2 separate regions of the Cricetulus griseus genome follow, and region 2 is linked to region 1. The links are chromatin contacts, called in public Hi-C maps. All regions are on one chromosome and are shown on one strand. The core of a region is the stretch at or near the end of the contact, and the rest is flanking DNA. Distances in the headings are between cores, read along the strand shown.

What was found. Hi-C and Micro-C count contacts between places; a contact is called where the count stands out from the background.
Region 2: a contact with region 1 is called in a Hi-C map of the CHO-K1 cell line, with 5 times the contacts expected there. The contact joins the enhancer-like site here to the promoter of LOC113830645 in region 1. A contact is called at or near these places in 4 of 8 Hi-C or Micro-C datasets (the CHO-K1 cell line and the CHO-S cell line).

The regions. Positions count from the first base shown.
Region 1 is chr10:21,428,921-21,431,582 of CriGri-PICRH-1.0, forward strand. LOC113830645 (CMP-N-acetylneuraminate-beta-galactosamide-alpha-2,3-sialyltransferase 1) reads left to right here and starts at 1,333. Exons shown (of 8, transcript XM_027431552.2): 1 at 1,333-1,467. It overlaps LOC113837448 (translation initiation factor IF-2-like), which reads right to left and starts at 1,321. Exons shown (of 3, transcript XM_035449600.1): 1 at 729-1,321. The coding sequence starts at 1,301.
Region 2 is chr10:21,493,957-21,496,618 of CriGri-PICRH-1.0, forward strand. All of the region lies in intron 2 of LOC113830645 (CMP-N-acetylneuraminate-beta-galactosamide-alpha-2,3-sialyltransferase 1), which reads left to right. Among named protein-coding and RNA genes, the nearest start is that of Ndrg1, 150 kb to the right of the region's middle. Within about 2 kb of position 1,320, at least 2 of the 6 cell types and tissues checked have open chromatin away from gene starts, as enhancers often do. A contact at or near this core is called in the CHO-K1 cell line, where this site is marked.

The DNA of each region.
Region 1 (2,662 bases), core at 83-2,582:
CTCTGCATGCCTGTATCCACTTGCTCAGCAAAACAAACCCTAGCAAACAGACGCCGTGATTAGATTAGGGCTATTTTCAAGTGAGGACGTCAAGGCACCAAGCAAACCTAGGAAACGGAGGACATCACCGATGAGTCCAAGATCACACAGTCGTGGAGAAGCGCCGCAAATTCTCCCCTAAATTACAATCTCCTTCTGATGAGTGAGCAGCTAGGCAGCCCTAGCCTTCTCCACTGCAAAGGTTTACCCCAGAAGCCTCAGCTGAAAACGGAAAGAGCCCTGCGCACCCTGTCTTTCCTCTTAACGTTCCACAGAAAAGTTTCCAGGAGAGATAGTCCCAGTGAGAGGATACGAACGGACAGCCGAGATTTCACAAATGCCTTTTTAAACCTACTATTTAGGGTCTGTGACCGGCACTCGGTAAATTGTATATCCAGCCTCACTTACCTATTAAAACGGGGAGGGCAAGCCTAGTACCCAAACTAAATCCCCAGCCTCAAACTGCCTTGGGAATCCCTGTAACTCAAGTTCCCACTTAGCCCAGCTTAGGGCCACGCTGCTGCCTGTCCATCCGCTAGGAAAACACCCGCGGCGAGCATCTTGGAAGGGCGGGGGTGTGGATGCTACCGAGCCAGGCTCTGAGGCTCCGAGTCCTGGCCGCGCCAAGGCGCTAGCATCCGCGATCCCTAATCCCACCGAGCCCCTTCCCCAGCTTCCCTAAATCCCACCTCCAGTCCCACGCCCTTAGAGGAAGAGGTGGCTCTGCAGGGGGGATCGCCACCTCTCTCCACCGCACACCCGACTAGGGATCTTCTCGGCACCGCCAGCCACGTCCTCTCGGCGCACGCCCATCGCCTTGTCCCGGGGGTTGACCCCGCGAGCTTGAGGCCTCCGGGGAGTTCTTCCCTAGCCTCGCGCGCTGTTCCCGCAGAGCCCCTCTCTCGGGGCGGCGATCCGGTCCCCGCGCCTCCTCCTCCGGCGTCTCTTAGGCCGGTCCGGCCTCCACCCAGCCCGCTGCGGTCCACGTGGCTCGGCAGAGCTATATTGGGCTCGCAGGAAGCCCCAAGCAAGGGGAAAGCCGAGCCGAGGCCGGCGGGAGGGGCGCCGGGGCGCCGGGGCTCCGAGGGGCGGGCGCTGGGCGGAGGAAGGGGAGGGCTGCGCGCTGTGGAGGCGGCCGCGGGGCTGGGCGCGCCCAAGTCGCCGCTTGGTCCCAGCCGGCGGGCGAAGGCGGCCCCTCTCCGGACGCCCCGCCTCCGACTCCCGTTACACCCGGGGGAAGGTGTTCCAGAGGCCGCTCCCATCCTCACCCCGCCTCCCGCTCTCCCGGCGCTAGCCTCTGCCGCCGGAGCCCACTATGCCAGATACTTTCGACACTTTGCAAAGACAAAGAGCCCTAGACCGGAGGGAGGCGAGAGGAGGAGGCAGAAGAGGAGGTAGAGGAGGACCCGGAGGTGTGAGCTGGTCGGGGTGAGTATCCCGGACGCATCTCCTTAGATACCCCTCCGAACCTCCTCTGCACCCCAAGCCGGGCAACTCCGGTGTGTCTCCGGCGTTGGGCGAGTGCGCACCCAGCTGGTCGCTGTCCGGGTGCCCCAGGGACGGCGCCGCCTCGTGAGTTGGGGCTCGGGAAATTCCGCATGTGTTCTCTGAGTGCAGAGGTGATCGCCCGGACCCCGGCACAGCAGGGGTGGGGAAGGGACTTAGGAAGGTATGGTTGGCAGAGGAAGTGGGGCCGAAGACCCTAGGCGCCGAGAGGGAGAGAGCTCCGTCTCAGCCACGGCCACCACGGTGGTCTCAGGAAGAGTGTCAGGGAGGAGACTCCAGCTCTGAGGATCCAGGCTCTTTGGCGCTTAACGGAGGAGCCTCCCGGAGCTCAGTGGGGGAGCCTACGGTGATGGTGGCAGCTATTCCCGGAGCGGCCGCGGTGACATTGCACCCAGCACCGCAGTAGCTCCTAGCCCGGGCCGCGGGTAGCAGACTCCATCAGGGGCTGCTTGCCCACACTCTCTAGAGAAGCCGAGGTCTTGGGCTGGGACACTGTGGGGACGCTTGGAGGCCGTTGGTTATCTAGACCAGAGATAGTGGGACAGTGTCCGGGATGGAGTCTCCCAATCCGCTGTGAGCAGGCGCAGACCCGGGAGGAGGCTGTGGGCCCCCGGGACACCTCTAATCCCGCGCTGCGCCGGATCTCCGGGACAAGTTGGCTCTTAGGACAGGACAGCTGCATGAGGTGTGTTGGAAAGCCGGTGGATTAGCGTGGGCAAAGGGAGCAGGCGGTGGCAACTCGAAACTTGGGAGTCTGCCCCAACCCTGTTAGGCGCCTCAGCTGCCAAGAAACAATGTGACAAAAGTTAGCAACTTGTCCGTGTCTCTGTAATGTGACGTGCGCAGGGCACAGTCCTCCGCCCCTTTGATGAGTGCACCGGGGTGGGAAACCGTTGACACCGGGCAAGGCGACTCGGTTGGAGTACTGTTAGCTCCGAATCGGACCGTTGCGCAAGCAACTTTGAGCCCTTGGAGTTTTTTATTTGCTTGTTTGGTTGTTTTTTTTTTTTTTTATCTTTTCTACGTGTGAGTGTTTGAGCGTGACCTTGCGGGAGGCAGCGCGGCTGAACTCGAGATGGGCATTGAGTTGACCGGTGCCCCCCTCGTGGTACAGGTA
Region 2 (2,662 bases), core at 70-2,569, 65 kb after region 1:
CCCTTGCAAGAGCAGCAAGTGCTCTTAACCTCTGAGCCATCTCCCCAGCTGCCTCCCTCTACCTTTGTAAGGTTTATTTTATTTCCATGGTAAATCCTGAACCCAGCCTGCTTGACAATGGAAATTGTCCATCACACCGGGTGTAATACACACAAAGGCTGTCAGGTCGTAGGTCTGTCTGGGATGGACAGAGCAAGCAGAGATAAAATGGGGAGTCCGTTGGGCTTCCAGGATAGGAATAAGTAGACATGTGACCACTGGCTGCCAGGTTTGGTTGGAGATGTTATCCTAGGGATTTGTCTCCAGAGCAAGCACTGAGGATCCAAGATCTGAGAGCATGGAAGGGAAATGAGTGTTCCTCACAGACCAGTCCTTTGCAAAGTTGAGGGAATGGAGGGCCTCAGGTATTTAGGGTACCTGCTCTGGCTGGGACCCTGAGACCAGGAAGCTTCAGGAAGCCAGCACAGAACACAAATCTATCTTCAGGCTTTAGGTTGGGAAGGCAGGTCCCAAAATCCACTGCAAAGCCACCTGAAGCCTCCACAACTAAGGTGGAGCAGGAGAAAGGCGTCTGTCTCTTCTGTCTAACCAGGCATCATTGGCCAACTGCCTGCAGAGCTATCTTGGCAAGAGAAGCTCAAAAATGAGATTATTTTAGGGCCAGGTAACTGCCCACCATGGTAGACAGTGACCGGAACTGGGGTCCAGGTCAGCAAGAAGCATTTCTTTCTTTCTTAATTTCTTTCTTTCTTTCTTTCTTTCTTTCTTTCTTTCTTTCTTCCTTTCTTCCTTTCTTCCTTTCTTCCTTTTTTAGTTTTTGTTTTGTTTTTGGTTTTGTTTTTTTGTTTTTTGGTTTTTTATTTTTTTGGTTTTTCGAGACAGGGTTTCTCTGTGGCTTTGGAGCCTATCCTGGCACTCGCTCTGGAGACCAGGCTGGCCTCGAACTCACAGAGATCCGCCTGCCTCTGCCTCCCGAGTGCTGGGATTAAAGGTGTGCGCCATCAACACCCGGCAGCAAGAAGCATTTCTAAGCAGGGTTGGTACACAGTAGTGACACCTCTGAGTGGACACAGCCATTTGGAAGCAGCCACCACAAACTTTGACTTTAACTACAGTATCCTAGAGTTTTTCTGAACGTCTCCAGTCTCCCAAGTTCCCCAGGAAGTGGTAGGTGGGGAGAGACATCTTCAGGAGAAATCGAGTCACCTAGTGTCAGCAGCAGGAAACTCAGGACTCCTCAGCTGCAGGCTATGGGTGGTGCAGGAGCTGGGTCAGGCTGCATTTCTCTCCGCAACTGGGCTCCAGGCAGCAGCCTCCAGCTCTGACTCACTGGGCCATGGGTTCTCCAAATGATGTATTAGAGCAGAAGTAGGACACACCCCTGCATGAGAACACAGAAACCCCAGATCTGGCTCAGGAGACTCTGTTTCCAAGGCCAGCGTCTTCTTCCTGGAACTTTTTGCTTAGCGCAGAGTTAGATATACCAGACACGGGAAAGGGAGGGACATGGTGTCTACAGTCATCATTCTCAGATCTGAGAAATTGATGATGAGGACTCCGGTTCAAGCTCATGGTTCATTTCCTAGTGTGTAAACTGAGTCAGAGGCTTTCCCACTGAGTTTCATCCCCATTAACTGTGCATTGGTGGAGATGACTTTTTAGTGCGTGTTAAATACCAGAAAGCTCTGTTCCTCATTTCTATAGGCTGTTAGAAAGCAAGGCACACACACACACACACACACACACACACACACACACTTAAGAAATGTGATCACTCTGTCTTAAGGAGAAACCTGAACCCAGAGAGGTAGACTGTTTTACCCAGGGTCTCTGGACGAGGAAAGATAGGCTCAGCATTCACACCCAGGCCTAGCTGAGCACAAAGGCTATGCTCTAGTTATAGTCCAGTGCACAGGGATGCTCGGAGCTCTAACAGGTGGCAGCCGGGACCCTGAATTGCAAAGCACGAAGAACAGATTGGCCCCAGCCAATGCTGCTGCCCAGAGCTATGAGAGTGATGACCTCTCCATGGAGGTGTCAATCTTGTGGGCTCCAAAGGGCAATGTGTCTGTACTCCCAAGCATAGGTAGAGTCTAGAGGGGCAGGCAGGTGGAAAGTGGGAGCCAAGCCACTGTGAGGGGGCCCCTAGGCCAGTATTTCTCAATCATCCTAAAGCTGCAACCCTGAAACACAGTTCCTCATGTTGTGGAGACCCCCACCCAACCATAAAATTATTTTTGTTACTTCATAACTGTAATTTTGTTACTGCTATGAAACGTATTATAAATACTATTGAAGAAAGAGGTTTGTCAAAGGGGTCGCAACCCACAAGTGAGAACCACTGCCCTGGGGTGTGAAAACTAGCTACAAGCTCACTGGATCGGCCATGAAGCTCATGGTGACCACCCTCACCGGTTGAATAATTGATGTGTCTCACATATCATATGTCTCCCTGGTCCCCAGAAAGTATTGAAGAGCCAGCTGCCACCACCTCCAGGAATGGAGACACCAGAGCCAAGGGGTTACCCTGGCCTGTGTTCTTTGATGACTGGTGTCCTTTGGTCCTTTAAGTAACCTTGCCCTTACGACGGTCCAGGTGTCTTGTTGGGTTACATTTTATACAGGAAGCATCTGGGATTCAAGAAAGTGTGATGCCCTAAGC